Regions from separate parts of the Hordeum vulgare genome. Here region 2 is linked to region 1. Evidence: chromatin contacts called from public Hi-C data. All regions are on one chromosome and are shown on one strand. The core of a region is the stretch at or near the end of the contact, and the rest is flanking DNA. Distances in the headings are between cores, read along the strand shown.

Region 1 (4,184 bases), core at 181-2,680:
TGGGAGTTTGGACAAATCCGATCACTTATACGTCCGCGGGTGCGTTAATGGATAGTGCCGGACGATCTTTCACGTGGGTTGTCGCACATCCACACATCTTAAACATGAAACCTTAAATTTATACACGTCAATCATACGATATAAATTATCTGAATTCAATAGTTCCAAACAAAAGCAAAACAAATTATAGTTTAATAATGTGAACATGCTAAAATGAAATCAATGTCCGATCAACCGTTGGCTGGCTGGCCGGATCACTCGTTGGCTCCCATGCATCTTCGCCGCATGGGCCGATGTTGTTGACGCCGTCCTCGTCGTCTCATACTTCTTATGGTCGTTGATCTCTTTTTTTGTTCGCAAGCCATTTATTTGTTTGCTCATCCAAGAGGCTTTTATGTGACAGCATGATCTTCGCATCCTTTGTGTCTTGTGCGATTTTATATCCTCTCATTCTCAAGCCTAGGCTCTCCTAATGTCTTGCATGTCTTGCATCCTTTATTTGATCGTCCCCTCGTGCTTCTCCAACACGATCTTCTCACTCTTATTCTTAATTTTTAGTTTTCTCCGCCCTTTTTAAGAACAACTCCAACGGTTTGTTCGCTTTTCGTTCGTTTGGGTCGTCCGTCGGTTTGTCCGTATCCGCTTTTTTAAATGGGTCAGCACATGCATTCAACGGAAAACAAGTGGGCAGCAACACTGTGGCAATAAAATAATAGGAGAAAGATGGATGGGGTGGCCATCGAATTAAATAAGCAGATAGAGGTGGGTGGATGGTTCTGTGACAAGTGGGTCAGGCCAACCACATGCAAACATTGAGAGGACGCGCGCGTCCGCGTCGATCCATTTTAGTCCCAAATGTGAGTCGGAAATGGATCGGCGCGGACGTATTTTAGCAATGAGTCCGCGCGTTCAACCATTATTTTTATCCATACGGATCCAAACAAATGACGGCGAACCAAACGATCGGTTGGAGTTGCTCTTACATCCCAATACATCTTTTCTTTTTGCGCATCCAACGTAACCTTGTACTTCTCCTCTTTCTTGTTAAAGTTAGACGTCAATTTCTAACTGTTTTTAGTGTACATTATTTGGTCACGCTCCACTATCGAGCGGCTCTTGCGTAGCACGTGCTCCTGGGTAGGCCTCGTACTTCTGAACTAATTGCAAGTCACCGGGTACGTCCTTTGCTGCGTGACGAACATGCGTTCTGGCGTCATCCTCTTTGGGTGCGCAGCGCGTCACGTCAGGATCAGATCGCAGGATATCTCCTGTACCTCTCTACCGTGGCTGCACCATCGCCGCGAGCGATGTCGGTGCTCTGGCCCTGGACTGGAGGGAAATCGAGTGGAGGGAGTTCTCCACGGTCATGCTTGGGTATACAATGAACATAAAAACACACGGCACGGTGGAGGTACTACGAGTGTAATTAGTACTACTAGCAAATGTTCCATCGGTCCAAGCAGCCGACAGTCACAGTGGAATGATAGAGCATACATACACTACAAGAAATGCAGCCGAAAAGCTTCAGAACTCAAAACATTTTATTCTCCTCATAGTCCTAGCTAGAAGCCTGGAAGGCAGGCCACTTGCAGAAGGAATTCACCACCAAGAAAACTCGTCTTTTGCTTTTGCATCCGTATACATGTATACAACTGGAGATTATTATTATTTTTGCCTTACAAGAATATGTGTTGAGCGGAGCGCCAGAGCGGACAAGAGTGAAGAAGCGGATGAAAATGGATGGCGAGAGATTTCACTCCAACCGGGGTGGCGGCAGGCGCTTTCACAGGCTCCACTCTCACGTAGTAGTAAAAGCGAACAAGGCCGTCGTTAGTCGAGTATGCACGCATCAGCCAAACCCAAGCGCAATCGCACGGAACTCAAAGACCGCTACAAAAACACAGCAAAACAAACCGCATCTCCCAACCTATTTACACACAAAAATCACCCTCCTACAGGGCCGCTGCTACTACTATACTCTGACGGGGAACCCAAAATTCTGGAGTATCCTGATCTGACCCCCACCACCTGCCGTGGCGATGGCCATGCCCCAGGCCGACCGGCTCGGAGCCTGCCCGGCGGCACCGTCGGGGAGGCTGGTGCTGGACCGCGGGCTCTGTTTCGTCGGCGTCATGAGCTCCTCGGGCCAGGTCGCGGACGCTCTGTCGCCGCCATGATTCGAGCCGTTGCTTAGGTCATTGCCTCCCTGCTGCTGCTGCTGCTGGAAATCAGAGGAGTCTCCGTCTCCTGCGTGGGACAGGGGGTGGTACTCGGACACACAATCCAGCTCCTCGCGCCTCCTGGAGTTGGTTCGGGACGTCGTGGCTGACCCCACCGTCGACGGCAAGGCGGCGGCCACCGTCACGCCCTGGCAGTAGAAGTACTCGTAGGAATTCGCGACAGAAACGACGCCCTTGCTGCTTCCTCTTTGCTCAGGGCCGTCGTCGTTTCTCCACATGTAGACATGGGAGTCTTCGCTCGCTGAGATCACGTATCTGCCTCTAGCTGCGTAGCAGGCTGAGATTTGGCTGTTGGTGTTTCGGAAACCTGAAACAAAATAAGGGACGGGGCCATCAGCAACCGACAAAACATATGGATATCAGATCCCGTCCTAAAAGAAAGATACGAGTATTTTAACATGTTGTTAATTGGACATTACGAGCTATCAAATCAACACAGTGGATCCTGACGAGTTTTGGCGCTTTGCTGAAAGGAAGAACATGACAGCAGAAATTGGTCTCCACCAATCGCGTTCAATCAATAAGCAGAAATAGCATTACTTATAAGCTGGTTACCACAGTAATACAGTATGATTGACAGCTGCAGCCCTACTCTAAACAGAACTTTCATACAGCAAAAAATAATGATAGCTAACAGTAGCAACAGGTTAAACAGGTGAAGAGCAAGAACTGCAAGTAAACTTTAAAGTAACTGTGTCTCGATAAGATCACCAGCTAAACCTTGGAGGAAAATAGCAATATGGCATGGAACTCACAAGGCTAAAAAACTTAATACCTTTAAACTTGTGTACTAGCTCAAAACCATCAACAACTCGGATCCGTGAATCAGCAGATGTGATGAGCACCTTGGAAGAACTCCCTGGGAGGAACTATTCAAGTAACTATGATTCAGTAAGGCAGGAAAGGTTATCGTCTGCATGACCTGGTGTCAGACTCAAAAGATTTTGAAAGTAGGTACCTGAAATCCAGTGATCTTCTTCTGCCGGGACTTCTTCTTTTTAGTTTGCAGGTCAATTTGTTTCTTTTGGATAAGCTTGTTATCTGGCCAAGAGTTAAACAAAAGGTCAATTCTGAAGGGAAAGTAAGAGCTACAAATACAAAAATAAGCTTGAAAATGTCATAAATCATGAGTGGGGGGAGAGAGAGACCTGATGTGTCATAAATATGGCAGCTGCCCTTGTGGGAACCAACTAAGGCACTCTACAGGGAAAATGAAAATGAAACGTGGTGTTAGAACTTAACTTAACAAACGGAAAACCTTTTGGATCAAAGGTACCAATGAAAAGTGTACAAACCTGTCCATCAGGGGTATAGCAAGCAGCAGTGACCATTTCATGCAGATCATGCCAATCAACAATTTCACGTTTTGGAATGCTCCATATGCGAACCTTTTCATCCAGGGAACCACTGATGAAGTATCTATCATCGACAGGGTTGAACTGGATGCATGTAACTGGAAGGGAGAGTAATAAAGGAAAATTGAGGATGATGCTGACAGAGTGAGAGGAATTCCATGTGCAGAGAGAGAGAGTGAACCGAAATAATCTTACCATAATCGCAGTGTGAGAACGTTTTCAAACATGATACGCTTGACATGTGCCATAACCTTACTGTTTTATCCATTGAAGATGAAAGTAAATGCTGAACAGTACATGAAAAACATGTTAAAGTTAGAAATAATTCGAAAGACACCAGAATCATAACAATAGGTATCGCTACACGATTCGACAGTAATATCAACAAAATTCAAACAGTAATAGCAACCATAGTTAGGACGCACTGCTGGAGTCACTATTGCAAATTGTAATGTTTGGATATGTAGCTAGCACAGAACGGTATAATTGCAGGCCTCAGCTGCTTGCCACAAGGACCCAACATTTTTTATGCATCTAATCTATAATCATGCATATCACCTTTAGAATGATACTGAACATCAGAAATGTC
Region 2 (4,444 bases), core at 271-2,770, 48 kb before region 1:
CGCGTTCGCGTTCGCGTTCTTGGCCGATTCCGGCCGGGTTTGGTGGGTAGCCCGTGCAAATCCGCGGCAATGGCGGCGGCGGTGGACGAGTTCGGGGGTGGGCTCAGTGGGCGGGCGGGTGGGTCGGGGAAACCCTAGCGTTTGATCGGGATGGAGGATGGGGAAGACGACCAGCGACAGCGAGGCCACGTTATTTAGAGAGAGGGGCGGGTAGGCAGGAAGATATTCCAGTTTATGTTGTTTTCAAACACGATATTTTTATTACTTGTATATATACGCTCTTGATTATGACTCGGCGTAATCTCTCACTGTGCCTGTCTGGCGTTGTGAGCAATCTTCAAATCATTCAAATTATGGGATATGATTACACTCGTTTTGATCAGTTGTTTACATTTCTTCCCGTACTACCTAACATCATTGAGTAATACAATTTGGAGTCCAACTGAATTTGCTGGTGTTTTACAGCATTCACAACGCTGGGCGTTTATGTAGACGTTGTAGAATAAAAATAAATTCTAAAATTTTAAAAATTCACTTAAGTGTTTTTTTTTACGCAAACCGCTAACATGAACATAAGGGTGTGCCTAGAACTCAGCTAGCTGAGATTTTCTATGGTCTCATTCACATAATATCATTGTATTTTGTATTTAGCTTGTTTGTTTCTTCTAGCCCATCATTTTATTCTTTTGGGCTGATATGTCATGTTTTTGGTTGTTGTTGATATGCATTTCATCTAGCCGATCTACTAACTATTTGTTTGAATCTTGTTGATGCGATGCATTTTTTATAAAAGAAATTGTTGATAGAGAAAAAAAGAATAAGCAAAAAAATACGTAATGGCTAGTTAGCTTCAACTACTCTGACCGCTAAAAATCTCCCTTATATAATAATAAAGCGCGGAGCGCTTCTGCCGTCCGTCGTGGCAATTTTGCATAAAACCCCTGTGTTTTATTGAAATCAACCCGCAGTCCTCCATTAAGTGGAAAAAAAGGTTTCATTTTTTCAAAACCCCTGTCCCATTACCTCCGTCTTCCCCACCCCGCAGACCTCCTGCCCCCTTCCTATCCAGATCGAGAGAGAGAGAGAAGAAGAGGGGCAGCTTCGGGCCCGTGTACCTGGGCAGGCTCCCCGACGCCCGGGAGGTGGCCGTCAAGCGACTGGGCGCCGGGTCCAGGCAGGGGGCGCGGGAGTTCAAGAATGAGGCCAACCTGTTGTCCCGCGTCCAGCACCGCAACGTCGTCAACCTGCTCGGCTACTGCGCCCACGGCGCCGACGAGAAGTTGCTCGTCTACGAGTACGTCCTCAACGAGAGCCTCGACAAGATCCTCTTCTCCGCCGCCGCCCGCCGGCAGCAACAAAACTGTTGTTCGTCTCCCACGCCACGCTCCTCTTCCGCCTCTGCCTCGTCGCGGTCTTCCCGGTCGCCATCGACGCGTCGGTGACGGCGGCGACAGATGAAGGCGGACACGGTTGTGGCGGCGCCGGCGCGGCTACTCATCTCCATCGGGCGTGGCGGCTCATGACCGCGGCCGCGAGCTGGAAGGAGGCTGCTCTGCAGGTGCTCGTGGTGACCGTCGTGCTGCCCCTCGCCACCTACCCGGTGTACGCGTTTGCTCTTGACTGCGGACAGGCGCAGGGCGGGTGCCTGCTTTTGTTGGGCAGCCTGTACGGGTACCTTCTGCCGTCCGCCGACGTGCAACTCTACTCCGCGGTGGTGGCCACCGTGTTCTACCACCGGTGCATGGAGCAGCAGCGTCCCGAGCTTGCCATTCCAGTGACGATGAAGGCCATGAAGCTAGGTAATACCCCGATAAACTCTGTGGAATTGATTAAGGGCGCGATCGCCTGAAGAAGAATCTATGATGAATAGCCATCTGCTCTGATTCGGCCGGAAGATCCGACATTCCTGATGTTCCTCCTGTCCGAGCAGTAGTAGCTTTGCCCAGGTTTCAGCAAATTTCTAAGTCTAGTTGTAATCCAAACTTCAAAAGCCGTGTTGCTCATCCTAAAAAAATCTCATGTTGATTGTGTTGTAGTATGAAATAAGTTTAGTGATCATGGCGTAACATAATCATAGAATTTTAAGAAATTAATATGTAAAAAATGTGGTTGCTTAAAATGGCAGTTTGTGTTCACCAGCATTCACTTAAATCGCTGAATCGGTGACCCCAGACTATTTTATGAGAGGCATGTGGCACCGGCGGCGTATACACATTCACATCAATCTGTATAAGATGGAGTAGGATCATGATGACAATACCTCTGTGCAACAGTGGAAACATCGTGCTTTATTGAAATCAACCATCCCTGATGATTGGGTATCTCCATTGTGTGCAGATCCATGGTGGATCAAGTGGAATCGGTACATTTGCTATAAAGATTGCAAAGCACCTAGGTGTTAAGGTTTTTGTTACTGCAGGTTCGTTAGCTATACTAAGATATATAGTAGCAAATTGTTTCTGAAACTGTGTTGTTAACTCTGTTATCCTATTCTAGGAAGCGAATAAAAGCTAGCTGCCTGCAAAGGTTTGGGAGGGATGTATGTATAAACTACAAAACTGAAGATTTTGTAGCATGGGACCTTCATCGTCTAATTCTAACATTTCAATATCGAGTGTCAACTTAAATCTTCGGAGCTGCTCCGGTGGAGGGAACTTGAGCTCCAAACCGAGCAAATCAAAGTGAAGCTGGCAGTCAAGAGAGAGCGATGTGAGCCTCGTGGACCCCTAAAGCTCTGTTTTGGCGTGTACAGATTTTGCTATTCATCTCCTACATTCCTCATCTATGCGACTCCCTTTTCCCCTTTGCAGTGAGCAAACACGCGTTGTGCTGACGAGCGCCGCGTACGTTAACCTGAAGCAAGCAGAGATCTCCAAATACACCAGGAACCTTGCTCCGGCCAACCGTGTGATTCTGTTGTCAGGCCCTGTAGGTAAGCCATCTTCATCACAGCAGCTCAAGGACTTTGCTTAGCCATTCTCCCGCTGCTTCGGACCAAGTAATTTAAGCCAAGTTCCTCTCTTGAAGAGCTCTACCGGCAGATGCTCGCCAAGGCGCTCGCGCACTATTTTGAAGCGAAAATCCTCCTACTCGATCCTACAGATTTTTTCATAAAGTTGAGCTTCGCTGGAGCATATGAGGCCTTAGCATCTCTGGATATGTTATAATGCAGTGGTGTTCCTTGCAGCTTCATGGCAAATACGGCACCGGTGGCAGCGAGCAGGTAAGACCTTAGAATACCACACGTTCTGCTTTTGATCTTCAAATTCGCCATATTTGCGTATTGTTTCCAATCTTTCCATTTTTGAATGTTTCGTGTGCCCGACGACTTATTTTCCCAATCTTACGCCGAGGACCCTCGGTTGCTCTGACCTATCCAGGAGATTTATCACTAAATGGAGTGAAGGCTTACTGCCAACACCAATGGTTGATACTTCCTCAAATGCGTGCATTTTCAGGATTCCCTCGGCACTTTGACATGAGCGTCGATTAGGAGATGTGCCAACATTTTCTGTTTAGCTATGGATGCAGGCAAAATACTCAGCTTTGTCGTCCATCTCAAATCCAGGGTACATAAATTGGCTCTTTAATGTTAGGCCGGATGGGCTCTGCACTATTGCTCTCTCTCTCTCCTTTAATTTCTTTCTCTAAATTCCTTTGTAGAAACTAGAAAGAAGAAGTAGAAATAGAGAAGGATGGAAAAGAAATGGCTAGGGTGCATGAAAAATGTTGAAACTGTTAATATAAAGCATATGATTTATACTTAGTTCAACAAAAGAAGTTTCAACCGATATGGAAGAGTTGAATTCAAACTCATTTGAATGGCAAGTACATATTTGTAAGCTCCGAAAAAAGGTTCAGGTATTTGGTGGGGATTGGTAAGGTGACAAAACAATTTATGGGCAAAGTTTGGGGACCAAAATTTAAGTAGAAGTGACATTCAGTTTTTAACTATATAAGTTTGTTCATGGATGACCTAACGACTAATTGCAATGTTGTTTTAGTGGTAGTTTTTTCCAACTTTCTAAGCATTTTTTTGTACCTAGTGCAACGCACAGGCTCTTTTACTAGTTATTGTATAAAGAAGTAATGTATTCTTATTATATGAATTGTGATGTAATAATTTGATTTTTTTTTCTTAGTAAAAAACAACTTGATTCTAGCTTTTCCATGTAGTTGTTGCATAAATAAGATTTGCAGTTGCGACCCGCCTGTGAATACTTGCAGTCGCGATCCGACTATGAACACTTGTAATTTTGACCCGACTATGAATACTTGTAACTGCGACCCGACTATGAATACTTGCAATCGCGATCCGACTATGAATGCTTGCAATTGCGATATGACTTTGAATATTTGTAATTGTGATTAGACTTGGAATACTTGCAACTGCAACCCGCCTGTGAATACTTGCAGTCGCGATCCGACTTCGAATACATGCAGT

Evidence for each region. Hi-C and Micro-C count contacts between places; a contact is called where the count stands out from the background.
Region 2: a Hi-C map of leaf shows a contact between it and region 1, with 2.2 times the contacts expected there. The contact joins the promoter of LOC123428659 here to the enhancer-like site in region 1. A contact is called at or near these places in 3 of 6 Hi-C or Micro-C datasets (leaf and seedling) and 1 of 1 datasets of contacts at active chromatin or transcription factors (embryo).

What each region holds. Positions count from the first base shown.
Region 1 is chr2H:566,874,742-566,878,925 of MorexV3_pseudomolecules_assembly, reverse strand. It overlaps LOC123427315 (WD repeat-containing protein 44-like), which reads right to left. Exons shown (of 7, transcript XM_045111320.1): 2 at 3,791-3,881; 3 at 3,536-3,693; 4 at 3,389-3,440; 5 at 3,199-3,281; 6 at 3,016-3,109; 7 at 1,599-2,547. The coding sequence ends at 1,973. Among protein-coding and RNA genes, the nearest start is that of LOC123427315, 5.3 kb to the right of the region's middle. Within about 2 kb of position 1,430, at least 3 of the 3 cell types and tissues checked have open chromatin away from gene starts, as enhancers often do. A contact at or near this core is called in leaf and seedling, where this site is marked.
Region 2 is chr2H:566,922,937-566,927,380 of MorexV3_pseudomolecules_assembly, reverse strand. LOC123428659 reads left to right here and starts at 1,520. Exons shown (of 6, transcript XM_045112852.1): 1 at 1,520-1,799; 2 at 2,661-2,709; 3 at 2,811-2,932; 4 at 3,028-3,115; 5 at 3,188-3,223; 6 at 3,329-3,459. The coding sequence starts at 1,520. The coding sequence ends at 3,371. It overlaps LOC123427316 (RNA polymerase II C-terminal domain phosphatase-like 1), which reads right to left and starts at 113. Exons shown (of 17, transcript XM_045111323.1): 1 at 1-113.